2 separate regions of the Pan troglodytes genome follow, and region 2 is linked to region 1. The links are chromatin contacts, called in public Hi-C maps. All regions are on one chromosome and are shown on one strand. The core of a region is the stretch at or near the end of the contact, and the rest is flanking DNA. Distances in the headings are between cores, read along the strand shown. Region 1 has its middle 110 kb from the start of MIR147A. Region 2 has its middle 270 kb from the start of MIR147A.

What was found. A called contact is a pair of places that touch in the nucleus more often than the background predicts.
Region 2: a contact with region 1 is called in a Hi-C map of induced pluripotent stem cells, with 2.9 times the contacts expected there. The contact joins two enhancer-like sites. A contact is called at or near these places in 1 of 7 Hi-C or Micro-C datasets (induced pluripotent stem cells) and 1 of 1 other capture datasets (stem cell-derived neural stem cells).

The regions. Positions count from the first base shown.
Region 1 is chr11:18,088,321-18,093,004 of NHGRI_mPanTro3-v2.0_pri, reverse strand. No RefSeq gene overlaps it. Among named protein-coding and RNA genes, the nearest start is that of MIR147A, 110 kb to the left of the region's middle. Within about 2 kb of position 2,739, at least 5 of the 24 cell types and tissues checked have an H3K27ac peak or open chromatin away from gene starts, as enhancers often do. A contact at or near this core is called in induced pluripotent stem cells, where this site is marked.
Region 2 is chr11:18,462,271-18,466,954 of NHGRI_mPanTro3-v2.0_pri, reverse strand. No RefSeq gene overlaps it. Among named protein-coding and RNA genes, the nearest start is that of MIR147A, 270 kb to the right of the region's middle. Within about 2 kb of position 2,399, at least 1 of the 24 cell types and tissues checked has an H3K27ac peak or open chromatin away from gene starts, as enhancers often do. A contact at or near this core is called in induced pluripotent stem cells, where this site is marked.

The DNA of each region.
Region 1 (4,684 bases), core at 1,490-3,989:
ACACTATAAATTAGCCCCTCCTCAGAGGGGACAACAGGGGACAGTCTGCTTACTTTGCAACTTACCTACTCCTAACGTGTGCCCAGGGGATAACAGCATGATCTCAACCACAGTGGTCCACGCTCCAGCAGAATCACCAGGGAGCTCGGCAGAAATACAACACTGAGGGCCTGACGCGGTGGCTCACACCCATAATCCCAGCACTTTGGGAGGCCAAGGCCGGCAGATCACGAGGTCAAGAGATGGAGACCATCCTAGCCAACATCATGAAACCCCGTCTCTACTAAAAATACAAAAATTAGCTGGGCGTGGTGGCACACGCCTGTAGTCCCAGCTACTCGGGAGGCTGAGGCAGGAGAATCGCTTGAACCTAGGAAGCGGAGGTTGCAGTGAGCTGAGATCGCGCCACTGCACTCCGGCCTGGTGACAGAGCGAGACTCCATCTCAAAAAAAAAAAAAAGAAAAGAAAAGAAATACAACACTGATTCTTGGGCCTTGCCCTAGATCCACTGAGTCTGAACGGGCATTTGTTGTTTGTTTGGGAGGATATTTTTTAACTTTTAAGTTCAGGGGTACATGTGCAGGTTGGTTATATGGATCAACTCGTGTCACAGTGGTTTTTTGTACAGATCATTTCATCACCCAGGTATTAAGCCCAGTACCCATTGGTTATTTTTCCTGATCCTCTCCTTCCTCCTACCCTCCACCCTCCCATAGGCCCCAGTGTGTGTTGTTCCCCTCTATGTATCCATGTGTTCTCATCATTTAGCTCTCACCTGTAAGTGAGAACATACGGTGTTTGGTTTTCTGTTCCTGCATTAGTTTGCTAAGGATAATGGCCTCCAGCTCCAACTATGTTCCCACAAAGGACATGATCTCATTCCTTTTTATGTCTACATAGTATTCCATGGTGTATATGTAACACATTTTATCCAGTCTATCATTAATGGGCATTTAGATTGATTTCATGTCTTTGCTATTGTGAACACTGCTGCAATGAACATACGCATGCATGTTTCTTTATGGTAGAACAATTTATATTCCTTTGGGTATATACCCAGTGATATATATGGTTTGGTTCTGTGTCCCCACCCAAATCTCATGTCAAATTATAATTTCCAGTGTTGGAGATAGGGCCTGGTGGGAGGTGATTGGACCATGGAGGTGGATTTCTCATGAATGGTTTAGCACCAATCCCTTTGTGCTATTCTCACGATCGTGACTGGGTTCTTGTGAGATCTGGTTATTTAAAAGTGTGTGGCGCCTCCCCCCTCACTCTCTCTTGCCCTTGTTTCCCTCTATGTGAGATGCCTCACTCCCACTTTACCTTCCACCATGACTATAAGTTTCCTGAGTCCTCCTCAGAAGCTGAGCAGATGCCAGCACCATGCTTCCTGTACAGGCTGCAGAACCATAAGCCAGTTAAACCTCTTTTCCTTATAAACTACCCAGCCTCAGGTATTTCTTTATAGCAATGCAAGAACAGACCAATACACCCAGTAATGGGATTGCTGTGTCAAATGGTAATTCTGTTTTTAGCTCTTTGAGGAATCGCCACACTGCTATCCACAATGGTTGAACTAATTTACACTCCCACCAACAGTGTATAAGTGTTCCTTCTTCTCTGGAACCTCACCAGCATCTGTTTTTTTGAACTTGATGCCCAGGTGTTGGCTATACACGCTAAAGTCTGAGAAGCCCCGGGCGAGGCCACAGTCGTCTCCAAGTATGATCTGCCAACAACCTGCTTCAGAAGTCCTTGGGGCGTGGTCTAGAAAGCAGATCTCCAGGCCCTACCCCAAGCCTAGTGAAACAGAACCCCTGGAGGTGGGGCTCAGGGACCCACATTTTATACAAGATCTCCCAAGAGATTCTGGTATGCACTAGAGTTTGGGACAACTGACATCTTCCAAGAAACTCCCTGCTTGAGGTCAGGAAGCCTGACTGGCTGGGGAGTCCCTCAACTTCTTCTCGGCCTCAGTTTCCACAAGAGAAAAGCACCCATTCTCGGAAGCTTACTGAGTGTCCACTGAGAAAGTGGATGGGAACTGCTGTGTAAATGACAGCTGATTATGTAAATCTGAGTGTTCTTTGCTGAAGGTGACGTTGTCATCCCAGGCTGGTTCCACTGACATCAGAGAGACATTGGGGGTTAGGAGAGCCATTTGGGGGGTTAGTAGACCAAGATTCTAACCTGAATTCACCACCAACTTACTACAAGGCCTTCAGCAAATTAGACTACCCTGTCTGGTCTCAGTTTCTCAACTTTCTCACCACCAAGCAATAAAGTTGTAAAATGTGCAGGATCATCTAACCAATCTTGGAGACCTCCTAGGGCCCTGGAATCTGTCATTTGCCCTCTAGGTGGAAACCATCTTCCCAGATGAAGACAGAGGCAGAGGGGTCTCTGACAAGAATGGCTTCAAGCCCACTGGGGGCTTCAGGAAGAAGGGGCTCTGTCCGCTGCATGTTACAGACATGTGTTTACAAATCAGTCCCTGGCATTCTTGGATTCTTCTGAAACTCTAAAAACAAAACCAAAAGGAAAACAAACAAAATTGATTCTCAAGTGGCTCAGAATCCCCCAGCCCACCTGGCCTTGTGCCTGCCCACCAAGGATTCCAAATATAACCAGCTGACCCAGATTCCTGAGCCAAAGGGCCTCCATTGGGGTTGCATGGGGCAGAGCAGTCGGGAGGAACTTTAATGTTACACTGACCCCCTGTGGAAGTCAGAGGCAGCAGCTGCTGCTCGCACCTCCAGCAGCCCCTCTCCCCTCCCCCCATTCTCCCAACCAAGCACCCCTGACAGCAGCCCCCGACCCTCTGAAGGAGGGCCACCCACCAGCTGCCGCCTCTGAGGCAGAGACCACTGGCCGAATGCGAATGCATCCTGGGGAACCCCCGCCAAGGTCAGACAGAGGACAAAGAGAGGTAGTAGGTATGTCCTCCATTCCAGCTCGCTGCCACCCACCAGCGCACCGTCTCCTGCATGGACGTCGCTACCACCTTTTCAGTGGCCTCCCAGCCCCCGCATTCATCCTCCTTTGGGGCGAGGCCTCTTTCCTGCTCAAATGCCTTCGACAGCTTTCTGTAGCCTAGGGATTAAGTTCAATCCTCGGTCTGGCTTCCAGAGGTCACCAGGATCTAGTCCCAACCTAACTCTTGAGCCTCCTTGCCCAGGCTCTGAGAGGCCAGGAGCACCCAGTTCTTCTCTCATCCCAGTTTCCCACCTCAGGCTGCCCCTCTCCCTCCTGACACCTCCCTGCCTGCCCCTGTCTCCTCTTTCCAGTCCCTCCCAGACTTCGAAGCACAGCAGAAATGCTGCCTCCCGGAGACATCTTCCCTGGTCACTCAAGCTCTTTACAGTAGCAGGAGGTCAGAGGCCAGCTTTGCACCAGCTCCTCCTGCCTCTTGCCAGATGTGCTACAAGTCACTTCCACTCTCAGAGCATCAGTTCTCTCAGACGGAGATGGAAATAATAACCCCAGCCCAGCCTAGCTCAGGGGACGGGTACTGAGATGTCACAAGATAATGGAGAGCTCTGAAAATGGTTAAGTATATGCCTACATTACCTTATGTTACAATGGTTTGTACCATGGTGGGTTTTGGGGTTTTTTTTTGGATTTTTTGTTTTTTTGTGTTTTTTGTTTGTTTTTTGAGATGGAGTTTGCTCTGTCACCCAGGCTGGAGTGCAGTGGTGCACTCTTGGCTCACTGCAACATCTGCCTCCTGAGTTCAAGCAATTCTCCTGCCTCAGCCTCCCAAGTAGATGGGGCTACAGGCACGTGCTGCCACACCCAGCTAATTTTTGTATTTTTAGTAGAGATGGGGTTTCACGATGTTGGCCAGGCTGGTCTCAAACTCCTGACTTCAGGTGATCCACCACCCTCGGCCTCCCAAAGTGCTGGGATTATAGGCATGAGCCACCATGCCCGGCCTTGTACCTCATTTTGCCTTGCATCAGGTAGGGATTTTGATTCACACACTAACCTCAGATAACTGAGAGTGGCCACTGGAGCCAGTGAACGGCAGGGTCAGGCCTGGGACCCTGAGGTCCAACTCTGTGTTAGATGCTGGAGACACCAAGATGTCCGCAAAGAGCCCTCCATCAGTGAAGGAGACAGATTCATGAGGATTACAATTCAGGTTGATGAGGGCTGGGATGGAGATAGACAGGCACCTAGCAGGGCCCTGGACCCAGTCTCTGGTGTTAGGAAAGGCTTCTGGAGGAGGTGATATCTGAACTGGGACCTGAAGGACCAGGGTGTGTTAGCCAAGAGAAGAGCATGAGGGTGGGCAGGAGAGCTACAGGTCTCTGCGTGCAATGACCCCAGTGCGGGGACACCTTAAGAGTGCAGTGTGGCCAGCAATGCAGTGGGGGCCTGATCATGCAAAAGACTCCAAACATGAGCACAGTGGGCCCTCTGCCAGCTTCTGAAGAAGAAAATGACATGGCCAGATTATTATTTAGATTGGTTCAAAACCTAATATCTGAGAAGCATTCCTCTGACTTCAAGATGCAGTGCAAATGTGTGGCTGGGGACAGGGAGGAGCCAGAGAGTGTGAGGCAGTCATTCCAGCCAACAAATTCCCCATCTTTGGGCTCCGATCAGCAAAGGAAAGCCCCACTTAATGCTGCAAGGGGAAAGGCCTGTAGAAATAAGGGAACCACAAATACACTC
Region 2 (4,684 bases), core at 1,150-3,649, 370 kb before region 1:
GTGCCTTATTTCGGAGACCTGACCAAACAGTGAGGGAAGCGAACAAGCAGGAAAAGGACCATTGGATATTGAGCACCCATGTGTGACAGGCGCATGCTAGGTGCCTTGCATGTGGCTTATTAACTTCTGAAGGCAGGGCTTATGCTGTGTGCCAGCAGCTCAGTGCCCTGCTCTTGGACATTCTGACGTACCTTTCCTTCTTTCTCTGTCATCTTTTGCTTCTCCATAAAACTTTCTCTGTCCCTCCAGGCTCTGGTAGCTGAGGGATTATCTCATCTCTCATTAACATAAAGGGAGTTAATGTCCAGCAATTAGCTAAAGCAAAGATAAAGAAAGCTTTCAATTCCTGTGCTGATTCCAATTAGTCTTGGCTGCCTGGAGTTCTAATCCAAGAAGTTACCCAAGGCCGTGTTGGTGTCCATGCATAAGAGTGCTGAAATAAATTGGTGATGTCTGCCTTGAGATTGGTGGGAGTGGGTAGCAGTATGTGCGCCTTATACCCACCAGACCTCTTTGTGAAGAGGTAGGAAGATAAACAAGGTTTTGCCACTTACTATATCATAAGTGTTTTAATTTTATTCATTAATCACATTTAATCTTCATAACGGTTATGAAGTAGGTGTGTTATCCCTATTATATAGATAAAGCAACTGAGGACCTAAGAGGTCACTGAAGAATTCATGTGAGTAAATCAAAAGTGTTTGCATTTTAAAGGAAACTTTAAATGGCTTTACTCAAAGGTATGGGGAAATTCTAGGCATCCTAGCCAGTCGGTGGGAAGAAATGTTGATGCAGAAAGTGTTTCCAATGCTCTGTAGATCACAAGGCATACAGTGTTATCCTCAGTCCTTTACACACCTGTGCTGAGAATGATTAGAAAATAGGCACAAAAAATGTTAAAATGCAGATGCATCTCACTTTAAGAATATACACACAGTACAGAAGCCCAGAATTCACACTGGCCAGGATAAGGGCTGAACCTCCATTGAACAAAAGGATCTCTCTATAGACGAGATTTCGAAGACATTTGCGGGAGGACCAACTTTGCAGGAGAGTCAGGCCAGTGGGACAGCACTGGGCCAGCAGACATGAGACCTGGGTTCCAACCTCTGTTTACCAGGAACAAGTTCTTCCCCTTCGTGGCTTTTTGTATCTCCATCCAAACCATGAGGAGGTTAAATAAGAACTATTGATCTCAGTATGGGCAACTGTACCTCTAAAGGATGATTTGGATAGTTCCAGGGCAGTTTTGGTTGTCACAACAGATAGAAGGGATTCCACTGGAGTTTGGATGCTAGACAGCCTGCAGCAAAAGAGAAGACCGAGCCAATGAAGAACTCGACCACACCCCACTCAATTTTGGGATGTTTCACCTGACATATAAATGAAAAGTCTACGTTGTAATTATCTGGGTCTAGATCCTAGTTCCAATTCACACATAGAGAAAGCATTTTTGCATGATTGTAACATACATGTATATACACTGAATTTTCCTGGATGCCGGTATCATGCAAATCCAGAAGAAATTGTGCTTTGTTTGTTCAGATAGCTACTGTTTCAGAAAATTACAACTCGAAAGGCCATGCTGTTCGTGTATTTGAGTGGCCAATTCCACACATCCATTTCAGTAACTATCAAGCAATCATCTGTCTGCTATTATGTCTTCCAATCTAGTCACATCCACTCATTCACTTATCAACATACATATTATTTTATTATAAATTACTTTGCTTTTTATTTTTCATTGACTTTGCAGTTTGGGCATTATATAGATTTTTAAAATGAGATGTCTAGGCGGGTTATATAATTTATGAATCCCATTTCAGGATAATAAAGGTAGCATCACAAAATATTAGTCTGGAAGGTTTGAGAATTACTAGGTCACATGACCCTTGGGTTCCTTCCAGCCCAGGCAAAGCAGAATTATTATGCAAAGAGAGACATGCCGGAATCACGTGCTACACATTACAGGTAGGCGAATGAGAGTAAATTATCTTGTTTTCTACAAATCATACTCACCCACTAAATATCCCTTAGCCATTCCAGAATGTACAGTAATCTGCACCACTGAATGCATCCTGTCTAATCTCCCAAAAAATAAAATTGCCTGGAATTGACTTTGGGCACATTTGGTTCAAGAATGCTGCAGCTTCACTAGGTTGGAGCTGAGCACGTGCTCTTCTAAAATTTATAGTGTAATTGATTTTTTTATAAGCCATTCAGGCCTTATTATTTATTAATCTACCTGTCAAGGTTAATTTAAACTACTTCTCAATAAGGCAGTTTGACAACACCTTTGTTTTCCAGATTGACAGCCCTGGTGAATAAAGAGATGGCACAGCGATTCCTCTGCCCTTAACAGACACCTCTGGGAAGGAACCTCCAGCAGGGCAGTGCATTGCCCCGCCCTCATTAGGAAATGCAAGAGGCCTCCCATCCTACTGAGTGGGGATAGAATCCAAAGGTTACCCTTTTGTTTCCAAGTAGGTTGTAGGCCCCAGGACTTGCACCAGCCACCAAGTGACAACTGAGTCCTATAATCTGTGCAGCTTCAACTACCCTTAGATATTCTCTTCCTTGCACTCCCATCGTCATGATCTTAATGGTTACTGCCTCCCAAGCTCATGGCAACAGTCTCCTAACTGGTTTCCTTGCCTCTACTTTTGTGTCTCCCTGTTCATCCCAGGTGATCTTTCCAAAATGCAAGTATGACTACGCTACACCTCTGAACAAAGCCCTTCAGTGGTTCCCACAGAACCGCTGAATGATTTCAATCATGTGGGCTTGAAATGCACAGAGTCAAGTTCAAAGTCCTCCATGCCCTGGCCCCTGCCTACTGCTCCAGCCACATGTCCCATCACCCCTTCTCTGTCACCTTTTACTTTATGCCCCAACAATATCACTCAGTGTGCTGTTCCTTGCCATCTGCGTCTTTGTAATGCTGTTCCCTCTTCCTAGATCCTGGTCATCATCAAAACTCCAGTATGAATGCAGTCACTGCCATTTGCTGTCCTGACTACTCCCAAGAGGTGGATCATGTTCTGCCTCAGATTTATGTTCCTGAAATCCATGTATATTGAGTTGGTAAGCAACAAATACTTGTCAAGTGTGGACTATGGGACACATATAGTGCTGAGACCTAAGGATACAACACAGAACTAGAGAAAACTTGTACCTGACCTCCCACAACTTATGTCCACACTGTGAGCTCCTTCAAGATAGTTGTTCTAATGCACTTCCCAGCATGGTGCTGATGGAAGTACAAGGAGACAAGGCCAACATTTATTGAGCACAAGCCACCCTGCTTATACTTCCTTATTTCATATTAGAAACAATGCAACAAAGCTAGCATTTTTGTGTCCCCTTTCAGAGATGAGCAAACTGGAGTTCAAAGAAGTGAAACAGCTTGCCAATGTTTACTCAGCCCATTTGTGGTGAGTCCAGTCTCCAAACACAGGACCGATTCCAAAGCCTCAACTCTAGTTCCACACTGTACTGCTCTCCTGGCACAGAGTTCGGACTTGTTGAATAAATCCCTGATATGCACCAAGTCAAATGCTCTTATTGTGTGTCTTCAATTTCTTTCACAGTAACAGGATAGGATAGAATGTCTTTGACTTTAATGACATTGAATGGCTGAGTCCACATTCCTGGGTAGATCCGTGATACACAGAATGTAAGGCCCATGGAGTCTGGATCTGGCCTGCCTTGGTAACATTGGGCCCTGTGGGAGCTCAGTGCATGAAATTCCCCGAGAGACATTTTTTTTTTTTTTTTTTTTTTTTTTTTTTGAAACGGAGTCTCACTCTGCCTCCCAGGCTGGAATGCAATGGCGCGATCTTGGCTCACTGCAACCTCCACCTCCTGGGTTCAAGCGATTCTCCTGCCTCAGCCTCCTGAGTGGCTGGGATTACAGGAGCCCGCCACCATGTCCAGCTAATTTTTGTATTTTTAGTAGTGATGGGGTTTCACCATGTTGGCCACGCTGGTCATGAACTCCCGGGCTCAAGTGATCTGCCCGCCTCGGCCTCCCAAAGTGTCGGGATTACAGGTGTGAGTTACCACACCTGGCCTCCCTGAGAGACTTTGGCAGCGATGCTGCAATTGACATTGAATGGGACATTGCATTAACCGTGAGTGAGTAGAATGCTGATCTGATCCAAGTCCTCACGCCTCACCTTCTCAAGTTCAAAGAATATAAACTTAGTACGACTTTTCACAAGAGAAATTTCTCAAAAGTATAACTAGCAACTGTGCCATAGTCCTAGGGAAAGGCAAATGCACTGCCCCATCTGACCCGTTGGCCAGAGCAATGCCATTGAAATGGGAGAATCCAGGGCCATAACTTTAAGGAATCTGTGAAGATAGAAAAAGAGAAGAAGATTTTCATTGCTATTCTATTTCTATTTATAAAAAGTAACTGTTGAATATATAAATAAACCCAATTTAAAAATAGGAAACATATTTTGAATCATGTGGGCTTGAAATGCGCTGCTAGATTTCACACCTCTCTCATCCAGGCCTTGAGGTGGGAGCACAACATGTAAGTGGAGCAGTTACCTAACCAGCCCTCATAGCCCAAGGCCCCTCTTCCCACCATCATTTTGGACTTGGGCATGGAAGTTAATGGCAACAGAGATAGAAAAGAGGGGGTCAGTAGGAGAGTGGATCTTGAGCATGTTTA